3 separate regions of the Hordeum vulgare genome follow, and all the other regions are linked to region 1. A link is a contact called in public Hi-C data. All regions are on one chromosome and are shown on one strand. Each heading gives the region's core, a stretch centred on a gene start, on an enhancer-like site or on the middle of the called end of the contact. The rest is flanking DNA. Distances are from core to core; before and after follow the strand shown. Region 1 holds the start of LOC123441346 (1-deoxy-D-xylulose-5-phosphate synthase 1, chloroplastic). Region 2 holds the start of LOC123441336. Region 3 holds the start of LOC123412506 (E3 ubiquitin-protein ligase SGR9, amyloplastic).

Region 1 (4,249 bases), core at 1,206-3,705:
CGATGTAGTACAGCCCGAGCTCCTCGAACAACGACGACCCGGAGCCGCTGATCATGCCGCGGGCGTACTCGTCCACCTTAGCCGCGATCTCGTGCACCGACCCGCCGATTTGCTTCGTCACTCCCTGATGGCCAGACAAAACACGCGGGAAAATCAGTCGAATACCTGGGCCCTTTCCCTTCCACTCGGCCCAGCAATGAGAGACCAGCAGTTTGGGCCGCTTAGTTTACAAAAGGAATGTGATCAACCCAGCCCAGTAACAGTATCAATTTGAACTGTCAAGCGATCAGATTTGAAGGTATAGTGCAAGATAGATTATCATTGGAGTCACATCTTGGAAGATTAGGAAAGAGATACACTTATGTCCTTGCTGTCAGATTGTGCTTGCTTATTTTTAGAATTTATAAGTCACTACACTACACTGAGCTTGTTAAGATACTCCCTTCCCCGAGCTCTCTTTGCTGAAGACAAAAATGCTAGTGGGCAGCACTAGATATGCTACTCTAGGTTTCATCGCCATTTCTGATGGATGCATAGTTAGAGCCATACATTACACCTGGCACTGATAGAGTATGCGTGCGTTGCATCTGGAAGAAAACAGCTAGTTTTGGCATGTACCATACAAAAGTTTAATGATTTAAAACTCGGAGGTGTACTCCCACGGCGACACTGACGCGTTTGGGTTCGATTTAAAAACTGCTAGCTGCTTTTGATGCTGATTTCCCTGTCATTTCATCCACTGTTTCAAATTAATTTTTCTTCAACTAGTAAGTGTTTAGTTCAAACATGCGCACACGACTTGCTAATTTGTTTTCCTTTTTTCACGAACCTATTACGCATGCAGCAAGTTGGAATTCGAGTCGCGGCACTGCTTTCAAGTCAACGTTGCTTTTTGCCGTACTATCCATGGAGTGTAGGAGGTGCATTTGTGAGGCTGTACCTTGGCCACCTCCCTGAGCTCCCTGAGCGGCCGGCTGGACTGCAGCTTGCTGAGGGCGCCGCTGAGAGCGCCCACCGGCGGCGCCGGCCCGTCGAGCGTCGCCGTCGGCAGCGACACCTGCTTATTGTCGTTGAGGATCACGATCATGTCGGAGTCGAGGTACCCGGCGTTGTTCATCGCCTCGTACGCCTGCCCCGCCGTCATGGCCCCGTCCCCAATCACCGCCACCACGTTGTTCTTGGCGCCCTTGAGGTCCCTCCCGACGGCCATCCCTGACAGTCACACGCACACACTTTGATTGCCACCACAGATTTTTCACGAGCAGATTAAGTACTTCGTAACCAGATGCAGAGGTAGTCAGTTACCGAGGGCGGCGGAGATGGTGGTGGAGCTGTGGCCGGTGCCGAAGCTGTCGTACTCGCTCTCGGAGCGCTTGATGAAGCCCGACAGGCCGTTGGTCTGCCGCATCGTCGGCATCTTATCGCGCCGCCCCGTCAGAATCTTGTGCGGGTACGACTGCATCGAATAAACAAAACCGCACGGTCGATCAATCGATGGGCCTCCGAGCCGCGCAGCGCAGCACCTAACATGGCGCGGGCACGTTACCCCAATCCGGGGGCACGCCGGCGGATCGCCGGGGCAGGCCAAGTGTGCATTGTTAACTTGTGGAGCTTGTTTACCTGGTGTCCGACGTCCCAGAGGAGCTTGTCCTGCGGGGTGTTGAAGACGTAGTGCAGCGCGACGGTGAGCTCGACGACGCCGAGGCTGGACCCGAGGTGGCCGCCGGTCTTGGAGACGTGGAAGATGACGTCGGAGCGGAGCTCGTCGGAGAGCTGCTGCAGCTCCTTGAGGGAGAGGTTCTTCATGTGGATGGGGTAGTTCACGGTGTCCAGCAGCGGCGTCGGAGGCCGCTGCGAGTGGTACTCTGCTTCCCTCTCCGACAGTGACGCAGAAATGCTGGACGACCTCTTCCTCGGCGTCTGCTCACCAAATCGATCCAGCATTGGCCATGATGACACGAGCAGCGATTACAGTTTGCAAAGAAGACGAGCAGGAACAGACCACTAGCTAGCGGGCGCCGAATTGCTCGAACCGACAAGAAGAAGAAGAAGAATCGGCCATGGCGAGCGAAGAGGAGAGGAGGCGTACGCTGAATTGCTACTAACCTTGAGAGGCCTGGCCTGGAGCTCGACGGCGGGAGTGAAATGGTGCTCCTGAGGCAGCACGGCGAGAAATCCCCGCGGGAGGGAGAAGGTCGACGAGAGCGCCATTGTTTCTCCTCCTCCACCTCCTTGTCAGGATTGCAACGGCTCAACTCCCCCCCTATCCTTGTGCTTGGAAGCAAGCAGGCCAATCCAAAAATGAGCGTCCCAAGCGCGTCCAAGGGCCGAGAGCAAGTGGCAGGCTGACACACTATGCGGAATATGGGTTGGGGGATCTGCGAGGGGAAGTGGAGCGGGAGAGTGACGAGTTGCTCCGTGCCCGGGACTGGGCGCGTTCTATAGTGGTGGCGAGGGGTGATGGATGGGGGATGGGGGTGAGGTCGGATGGCGATAGGCTGTGCGGATGACCACCGAGGCCATTGTCCGGCGCGTGGGCGTGTGGCTGGTATTCGTTCGGCCGTGTGCGCCTGACTCCGCCTCGCTTTTTCGCCCGGCGCTCGCTGCACCAGCGATCGGGGAGAGAGAAAGGGAGGAGCCTACCTATCCGGAATCCCATTGGACCAGCTCGGCATAGTATCACGAGAAGATAATGGGATAGGAGGTAACGCTGGGAACATCAATTACGGAGAAGAAAATAAGTAGACAAGAATGGGGGCGGGAAATGATGGGCTTTCACAACTTTTGGTGTTTCGCCTTCTTCTAGTGTTCCCCACATTCCCGTGCCTTGGTTGCTCGAGTGTGGCATTGGCCAATTCTGCTCGTCCTAGAGAAATGATGGTGCTAGTGTTTTGTTGTGTGGTTGCAAGCATCGCCGGTAGCACTAGCCTAGTTTCTTTGGCTTTTAGGGCTGCTTTGTTTCAAATGATTTTCATTAAGAAAAACAATTGGAGGATTAGAATACTTAGGATTTTTCATATATAATTGTTTGAATCATAGTGTTGAATTAAACCTGATGATGGACAACCCGATCTGAAAAACACAGACCGGGTCAGGCTTACACGTAACCATACTCACAAACTACGTTCGGGCCGGGCTTTCGGCCTAAGGGCTTATATTCGGGCCAGGCTTGAGAAAGTATGTGCTTTCAGGCTATGGCCGAGCTCGGGCTTGAACTTTGGGGTTCGGTATTTTTCAAACCCGGCCCGAAACCTCGACCACTTGAGAAAATATGTGCCTTCAGGTTCTGGTTGAGCTCTCGCATGAAGTTTGGGGTTCGAGCTTTTTCCAACCCGGCCCAAAACCTGGCTCAGCCCAGCATATGATCAGGCTTTTGTTGAATCATGTTGTAATACTTTTTCTAAGAATACATTTGTACTAAATCATATAGGAATTTCATGGCTTCTTGGAATTGCTGGAAATTCAAAACATAGGAATAGGAAAACACACCCACACTAAAAAAAGTAAAATTAAGATGACATGTAGTGTGTATAACTATACGATTTCAAAACTCTGGGAATTTTATAAACTATGTCTTTGGATGGTGCACATGAAAAACACAAGAATTTTGGAGGATTGATAAAGGGGGGGGGACAGAGAGATATCGAGTGCAAATGCATTGTACTTCTCAAAGGACAAATAAAATTTGAGCTCATGTTGAGATCCCACAATCCAAAGGACTTCCATAGGAAATAGTCCTATAGGTTGGAATCCTCCAAAATCCCTATGGTTTTCCTTCAATCCACTCAAACATCTTGGAAAGAATAATTTATTTTTCCAATGTTGCAATCAAACAAATCAAAATTAATTATTTGTGACTGCAACCCCTACTCAACCAACTTCTTGCCAGTGTCGCCGCTAGTCCTTGCATAGGCCTCCATCGCTAAATCAACATGCTTGGCCATGGTAGTGTAATCGGGCTCACGCTATCCGTTGTATCTTGGACATGAGGCATCGTTTACGAGTTGAACGTTAGCTTGTGCCGAACGTGATGGTCATTGATGGGAGGGCCACCGAGATCTCTACCATTGTCGCAATGTTATGGAAGGGCATGGCACACGACTGCATTATGGAAATAATGATGTCATCACCACCACTACTCCCCTCACACAAACCATATGCTGGTACCTTGGAGAGAAGTCCTAATAGTCGCAACTTTGGTGTTAGGGCATAGTTTATGCCTAAGTAATTTTGGTGATTGATGACAGTA
Region 2 (4,249 bases), core at 1,091-3,590, 230 kb after region 1:
CATTCTTCTGTCTGATCTTCTCACGTTTATCAAGATCACATCCAGGAATAGAGTCCACTCGAGGCGCTGTGCCGGTTGATTTTTCCTTTGTATCTTCTGACTCGCCAGAACAGCTGCCATTATTTGAGGCGCAATCAAAATCCCCTGTACCATGCGAGCTACGAGAATGCTCGTCTATTTCATCTGTATTCCTCAATTTTTCGTTACCCTGGCTACCCAGCAAAGAGGATGATGGCTCCAAAAGATGAAATTTTCCAGAGAGATTGTTGTAAGTACTAGCACCGGTGCCATTTCCCACTGGCTTGACAGCCACCTTAGGTTGCTCTTTTGCTGCTTTAAAAGCAGCTGCCCTATCCTTTGCCTTGGATTTGGACGCAGACGGCATTTCGGAAACAAATAGCCGAAAGGTTGTTTTACCTGCAGTCAAGTTTCAACAAAAATTATCACTCCAGTCAAATATATGTAGCTTCTTTTCTACCAAAAATGATAACTATACCCATCTAAGCATTATAGTTTATAGATAGAAACTTCAGACGATTGATTAAGAAGTTGTCATCTGAATAATCACGATATGCATGGTCGACAATGAGTGGAGTATGAGATTTTCAACGGAACACAAGTATAGATATCCAAGGACCAAGAAACACGCACTACGATCCTAGCATTTGGCAGTTTGGCCCAGTATTCATTAGCGCTCCTCACCTTGACATGCTGATCAATAGCATCACAATCTGTGCTTGGATAAGCATAGCTCAATTAGCTACGTTTGGAAAGTATTCATCTGACCCAATAGAATTTATATTAAACAAAATACCAGCTATTAAGGATAAAAAGGAAGCGTTGCTCTCAAACAAAGTAGAACGATTCAAACTGTTGCAACTAAGTGCCTCTTCCTGGCAGTGGTTCTAGATAAGAGATGTTTCGTACAGTTGCATGCATGTCAAAAATCATGAAAACTAATGCAGTGCATCAAAAAACTCTTGAAATTAAACAATGAGAACCAACTTGATTGTTTCAATAACAAAAGCTAATTTTTGTTACGAAGTGCCTGGAGACAGATAAAGCTAAAAGGGGGCAAAGGCTCTCAGGGAATAATAATATATTTCATTCCAGTGACACATATTTACAGTTGCATTACTTCCTTATTATTGCTGTTTATTTTTCATTTGGCATATCCAATGCAACCTTTTCCCCGTTTTATCTACGAGAGCAAAGAAGACATAAATTTATAGTTTACACACACCGGAGCACAAAGTAGCAACAAGAGAAACTGAAGCGTTGAAATGTGTTCATCTACCCCAGTCTACAAGTTCCAAACACCAAGGCTGACCCAACCGTCCGTTACTTGCAAAAATTAATTCACTAGCGTCATATTACAGCTAACATCACAGCAATTAAGAGGCCCGGTAAGCCACTAGCGAAAGCATACTAAGTTGCCAACATGGCAAGTACTGCAGATTTACTCTGCTATATAAAGCAGCTAAAAGAGATGCGTTATGGCGCCACTTCCGGTTGACCGCAACCTTTCTTCTGGCATACAAGCTACATTAAATTGTGGCTGGTTATCATATAATGAACTAACAGAATACGACAATCGACACATAACGACAACGCTAGCGATCAGCGTATTTACGCGTCAATAAATATGGGACGGAGGAAGTGCAATACATAACAGGACAAGTAGTTTCGACGTACGAGTTGCTTGCAGCAGTAGCTTTAAAACAAGGTTTTGCATTCCCATGGTCCTACAAAACCTAATCTTCAGCCAGGAAACAAACAGGGAAATTATCCCCTCCTTCCTATAAAACGGGAACAACACAGCTGCACCATGGTTTTCCCTGATACACGACGAACGGAGGGGGAACCCCTGAAATCCAAGCACCTCCGAAATTGACAAACAATTGCCGACGCGGGGCATCACCCTAGCCCGCGGGGCAAGCGCCCCTCGGCCTCCGAAGCCACCCGGCCGTCGAATAGCGCGATCCCGTGGCGCGGGACCGCCGAGGCCGCCCGAATTCAGCGGCGGGCACGCCGCCCGGCCACGCGCCGGGCGCCGCGCTAGGGCGGGCCGCATTCCGCCGCGCCCCTAGATCAAACCGCGGGGCCGGACGCCACGCTCCGAACCGAATCGATGGAGAGAGGGATCGGGGGAGAGGGGGGGAGGGGAGCGGAGGGGCTTACCGGAGGCGGCGGCGGGAGGGGCGTAGGGTTTTGGCTGCGGCGGCGGCGGCGGCGGCGAGATCGAGAGGGGCGGGGAGGGATTTGGAGGGTGGGGCGAGTTAGGGTTTGGTTGACGCGGGTGGGGGGAGGGGCGAGGGGGGGAGACGAGGGGCGAGCGAGGGAATGACAGAGGAAGGGAAGGGAAGGGAGGGGAGGGGGTCGATCGGGTGGGGGCTTGCGGCTGGCTTGCGTCGCCTGCCTGTGCTTCTGGGTTGGGTTGGGTTGGGTTGGTTCGGCCTGGTCTCGTTTGTTTCGCCTGTGGCCGTGGCCGTGTGGGTGGGGCTGGCAAGACGCATGCGTCCGTCTCCGCCCGCGCCTGCCGCCACAGCAGCATCCACAGCCGTAGATCTCGGGTCTTCGGGTGGGGAAGAAAATTCGCCAGATGGAAAAATGGATTTGTTCAAGCCCGCTCCATATTAGACCAGCACCGGCCCAAAAGACAAACCGGCCCTCTTAAGCGCTCCATCTTGCTTGGGCTCGATGGATTAGGGAGCGGAACCTATTCAAAGAAAGAGGTCATATTGTCCGAAATCATTAGTTAAAGAGCATCTTTTTTTTAAGGAGCACCTTTTGTAAAGACCACTTTCATTATCTTTGGTTGCGTTAAGTGACCGCACTGGGAGTTTTTACTTTTTTCGTAGATTAGATTATTTAAAATATTTTATCTTTTAAATCATGCGTTTAAATTTTAAATTGTTTTTACCGTTGCATTTCTCGTATCGAGATCTTCAGACTAATCATATGTTGATAGGTTTTGATAAACTTTTTTTTATGAAAAAACCCGAACCGGAAGTACTTTTTTCGTGAGGCATGACACTGCCTCTCATAGAAGCAAATCAGTGCCTCTCATGAAAGAAAAAAATATTTTTTCTTTTTTTTTGAACAAAAGGGGTTTCCCCCTGCCCCATCTTTATTCAAAATGAAGCAACAGGGTCTTACATATCCATCAACCAGCTAGGACGAAATTAAAAGACTACCTAAAACAGATTAGGCGAACCAGGAGTGCAATTTTAGCAAGTACAGCGAAGAGGCAAGCATAGATCTTTTATTACGGACAAAAATAAACTACTAAGCCCCCCTGCTCCCTCCCAGCATCATCTTCATGCGATACGAAGCAATTCCCCACGTCTCTTGTTCAGCAGACTGATGAAGTCCCGCAGCAGAGTTGCTTGAGCATCGGTGAACAAAATCTTCCACTGATTTATATAGATGTCCAACTTTGCAAGAATGCATTTTACACTTCTCCAGGATCGGCCCTCGAAACAAAATTCATTTCTCAGCTTCTAGATGCTCCACAAGGAGGTAGCAACCATCATGTTTATCACAGCATTAGCCTTAGTATTATTCCACAGCAGTATAATATCATCAAAACTCAAAATCTCTGGTTTGCTAAGCGCTGCAGACAGGAAACCCCATAGTTGTGTAGCAACTACGCAATCAAAAAACAGATGTTGCACTGATTCTTTACAGCTACGGAATAGGCAAGTAGCATCTTCCACCAGCCTACGCTTTTCCAGATTATCCCTTGTTAACACCTTGTTATGCACACACAACCAAAGAAAAACGTGAATCTTTTGTGGGCAGATCACTTTCCACAGATTATCTCCAAAGGGAGAAACCACACCCCCAAAATTAATTTGGCTATAAAATGATTTGACTGAGTATATCCCATTTGGCTCTAACTTCCAGATCGGGAGATCAGGACCATTTGATAAAGTTTCTTGGCTTACCACCTCAACAAGGCGGTCCCAGAGAGCTAAGCCTGCCTGATCCACACATCTTCCGAATGCCAATCTCAGTATATTCCCATCCCAGACCTGGGCTACCGTACAGTCAGTTTGATTACAAAGTTCAAATAATTTCCAAAATTGGACTTTCAGGGAACAATCCCCAACCCAAACATCATGCCAGAAATTAATTGATTCTCCATTACCCAGTTTCCATTTATAAAAGACTTTTGCTCTAGCTAAAGCCCATGTGACACTCTTCCAAAAGATTAAGCCACTATTACCCCCACTCCAGAGGATGT
Region 3 (4,249 bases), core at 1,135-3,634, 150 kb before region 1:
CAATGCAGATCCTGCTCTAGCCGGGCATGAGGAGCATCACCATCTCCAGTAGCAATGGGCTGCTAAACTTGTTAAAGCTCAAGACCGCCACACGCTACTTCTCGTACTGGACTGTCTTCCACATCGCCCTCATCCGCGGTGACAGCGTCCGGGGACGGCGAGGCAACGTCCGTGATGGCGCACTGTGGACGTGGAAGTTTATGTGGCAGTTGGGCTCCCGCCAACTGTTTTCTCTCGATACAGGGCATCGTAGAAGCGGACGCGAAAAGTATGTTTTTGCAGATCGACGGGAGCTTTTTACCGTGCCCCTTCAAAAAATTACAGGTCGAAATCGTTTACGGGTTCTATTCGATCCATTTTTTACGTCTAAAACTGTAAAATAACCGGGTTGCTAGAGATGCTCTAAGATTACTCCCAATGTTCCACCTTGTATAGGTGCTAAGATTGTCACGTAGACAAAAAGTTTAATGTGGCAAGCTAATTAGGATGCGTTTGGATCGTAGGCAAGGCCTGTCCCTAGCCTTGCTCGACAAGGATAACCGCTTGGTAAGATACATTAAGCTAGCTTTTGAGGGCAACCTGGCCTGCAACTGCCACAAAAAACTTGACGATGGAGACGAGGCAATTCGGCTCTCCCGCACTGGCAAGAGAAGAGATCGTGGGCGCTTTGGACAGTTAACACTTAATTTGCTTCTCTTCCAAACAGTAAGATTTGCTTTTGACAGCCCTAGCCGGAATGGGCTACAAAAACCTAGCCCAGCAAAGCTAGGTGAGCTAGCAAAACACACCCTTAATAGAAGAGAGATGATGATGGTGATCCTAAAAAGAAACAATGTTAAGCACGTGACCCTAGAACTACGCGAATGACTTATAAACCGGGACGGAGGTAGTATCAAGGTTGTCCACTAGTCCACCATCGCGATGGCTTACATATCGGCAACAATTACTCCCGCAAAGTAACCGTACTATAGTACGATCTTAGAATAATCCACACATCCGTGATGCATGTTGTTCGAGGCACGAACATCATCACCAAGAAGCCTAAAAAGCAGAGCAATTAGGCTGCAAAACGACGATACTACCTACCTTATCCCGCGAAACCTGCTTTGGATCCACCAAAGCTAACTCAAAACTAAACCCACAATTTGCATCGTGATGATACGGCATGATGAGCCTTAATTACGAGTATACATTCGATCCCATTCCTTTTGTTTATGTAGAGAGTATATGTACCCAACCGTAATCCTGCAACAGTATTCGGCACGCAGGCCCACCAAAGCCATCGCCATCCACACGAATCTGACACCAGTACTTGCAACTGGAGACCGGGACACACGAGCACGTCCAAACGCACGTCCCGTATGGCCGCATGCCACGCGCACTGATCCACCCGGCGCTGTCACGCACAGACCCCGCTGTCTCCCGCCATCCTCTCGACCGCGCGCCACAGGCGCCGGGTCTCGGCGAGCGCGTCTTCGGCGGGCAGTTCGGCGCGGCAGCACGGGCAGGTGTTGCGGCGCGCCAGCCACCGCAGCGCGCACGGCCAGTGGAACCGGTGCCCGCACGGCCGCAGCCCGCACACCCCGCCGCGTCCGGGCGCCATCTCCTCCCTGCAGATCGCGCACGGGGTCCCGTCCCCGGGCGTGGTCGGCAGCGCCAGCACTGTCGCCTGCGACGCGCCTCCGCGCCCCACGCCGTCCTTGCTGCTGCCGCCGCCGGCGCCAGCCACCGCGCGGTCCTCCGACACGACGTCCGCGAACCGGCGGCACTTGGCGGCCGCGTCGAGGTAGGGCGCGACGGTGGCCCAGGGCGTGCCGCCGAGACCGGAGATGGAGAGCGCGTTGCGCACCGCGTCGTCGACGAGCAGTGCGTGCCAGTCCACGGGTGAAGCGGAGGATGCCGCCGGGGAGTAGGAGTCGCACATGGCCACGAGCAGGAGCGCGGCGTCGAGGTCGGGCGTCGGGAGGCGGAGGAGGTGGTGGGAGCCGTCGGGGGAGAGCGCCGGGAGGAGCATGAGGAGTGAGCGGAGGAGCACGCGGCCGAGCAGCGCGGCCTTGGCTGGGAGAGGCATAGAGCGGAGCCGCGCGAGGGCGCGGGCGAAATGTGGCGGGGAGAGGAGGAGGAAAGCGAGGCGGCCGCGCTGCCGGCGCGCGTCCGCGGCAATCGCCCGGACCAGCGAAGGGAACTGCACGGACATGGATGAGAGGAGGGCGGCCATTATGGTTTCGGACGAGGAAAGGGTCGGCGAGTGGGCATGGCTGGCCTCCATCGGGATCGCGGGCAGTTTTGGAGGAGTGGACAGTGGAGTGAGATGGTGGGAAATCTGTATTTTGCACGGCCTTTTATATACTGAAAGTTTTGGAGGGCAATGAAGCGTGTGTGGGAACTTGTGTTAACATGGGATGTCGCACTGGTGTAACGTACTACTCTCCCTCCGTTTCTAAATATAAACCTTTATAAAGATTCAACTAATAGACTACATACGGATGCATATAGACATATTTTAAAGCATAGATTCATTCATTTTGCTTCGTATGTAGACACCTGGTCAAATATCTTAAACGACTTATATTTTGGTACGGAGGGAGTACTATCTTCATCTTAAAATAAATTACTGAAAAATAATTCAACTTTATACTGATTACAGTATAAAGTTGAATCATTTTTGTGTCGTTTATTTTGAGACGGAGGGAGTATCATTTAAAGCATCTACAACCGTAAGACCGGCGTTTGGGCCGGATTTGTGAGGTCCGGTTGGGTGCGGGTTTTACATTCGGTTAGTGACCGGATAACCCGTTGGGGGGTTCGAGATGAATATGAAAATTCGGTTGTAGATGCTATTACATCCATCGAGTATTCGCAATCGAAATAGTGGATCCTTATCTCCAACCTCAAAACGGATATGGTATTGTGCACAAACCGATGAGGACCAGTCCACGCGCGTTGATACAAGAGCCAACCATCCAGAGATGTTCTTAAATGTCTGCCAAATTTAATCAATTTAAAATTCAGACACGCACAATCATATAGCACGCGATTGGTCACATATCACCTCCGTCACAACTAAAAAGAGACAAGTATATCTAGTTCTTACATGCCCAATCACAAAAAATATCAGCCGGCAATCTACGCAAAAATTGGCATGTTGGACCGGCAATCCGAGCTTCATCGCTTACTCTATCGTTGTCGCCTTCTCAATCGCCTTCTCCGCCTCTGGTTGATCTTTTTGTCGCTTCAACATCTTGAAACGAATGGCTTGCGCGATCATCCTTGCATTGTCATCCAAATCATCAATCTTCAAGGTTACTATATCCGCCTCTACACAATTGTAGCATCGATAATAAACAATTATTATGAACAAGGAAATATATTAATAACTAATTCATTATTGCCTCTAGGGCATATTTACAACAGTCTCCCACTTGAACCAGAGTCAATAATCTACGTCACATCACTATGTGATTCACACCCAATGAGTTGTGGGGTTTAATCATGTTTGCTTGTGAGAGAGGTTTTAGTCAATAGATCTGAACCTTTTAGATCCGTGTGTGCTTTACAAGTCTCTATGTCATCTTGTAGATGATGCTACCACGCTTCATTTGGAACTATTTCAAATGATTGCTCCACTATACGAATCCGGTTTGCTATTCAGAGTCATTCGGATTGGTGTCAAAGTTGCATCGACGTAACCCTTTACAACAAACACTTTTATTACCTCCATAATCGAGAAACAATTCCTTAGTCCTCAAGTTACTAAGGATAATTCTGACCGCTGTCCAGTGATACATTCCAGGATCACTCTTGCACCCCCTGACAGGCTCATGGCAAGGCAGACATCACGCGCGGTACACAACATGGCATACTATAGAGCCTACGACTAAGGCATAGGGGACGACCTTCGTCCTTTTTCTTTCTTCTACCGTGGTCGAGCTTTGAGTCTTACTCAAATTCACACCTTACAACAGTTTCAAGAACACCTTTTTTGACCGATCTATTTTGAACTCATTCAAAATCTTGTCAAGGTATTGTTGGAAATATGCCCTACAGGCAATAATAAATTGGTTATTATTATATTTCCTTATTCATGATAATTGTTTATTATCCATGCTATAATTGTATTGATTGGAAACTCAAATACATGTGTGGATACATAGACAACACACTGTCCCTAGTGAGCCTCTAGTTGACTAGCTCGTTGATCAAAGATAGTCAATGTTTTCTGGTCATAGACAAGTGTTTGTCACTTGAT

What was found. Hi-C and Micro-C count contacts between places; a contact is called where the count stands out from the background.
Region 2: a contact with region 1 is called in a Hi-C map of leaf, with 4 times the contacts expected there. The contact joins the promoter of LOC123441336 here to the promoter of LOC123441346 in region 1. A contact is called at or near these places in 3 of 6 Hi-C or Micro-C datasets (leaf and seedling).
Region 3: a Hi-C map of seedling shows a contact between it and region 1, with 3 times the contacts expected there. The contact joins the promoter of LOC123412506 here to the promoter of LOC123441346 in region 1. A contact is called at or near these places in 2 of 6 Hi-C or Micro-C datasets (leaf and seedling).

What each region holds. Positions count from the first base shown.
Region 1 is chr1H:413,677,509-413,681,757 of MorexV3_pseudomolecules_assembly, reverse strand. It overlaps LOC123441346 (1-deoxy-D-xylulose-5-phosphate synthase 1, chloroplastic), which reads right to left and starts at 2,455. Exons shown (of 8, transcript XM_045117824.1): 1 at 2,107-2,455; 2 at 1,621-1,920; 3 at 1,306-1,456; 4 at 941-1,212; 5 at 1-124. The coding sequence starts at 2,211.
Region 2 is chr1H:413,448,730-413,452,978 of MorexV3_pseudomolecules_assembly, reverse strand. LOC123441336 reads right to left here and starts at 2,340. Exons shown (of 2, transcript XM_045117819.1): 1 at 2,182-2,340; 2 at 1-417. The coding sequence starts at 385.
Region 3 is chr1H:413,825,233-413,829,481 of MorexV3_pseudomolecules_assembly, reverse strand. It overlaps LOC123412506 (E3 ubiquitin-protein ligase SGR9, amyloplastic), which reads right to left and starts at 2,384. Exons shown (of 3, transcript XM_045105462.1): 1 at 1,984-2,384; 2 at 1,891-1,981; 3 at 927-1,889. The coding sequence starts at 2,269. The coding sequence ends at 1,400.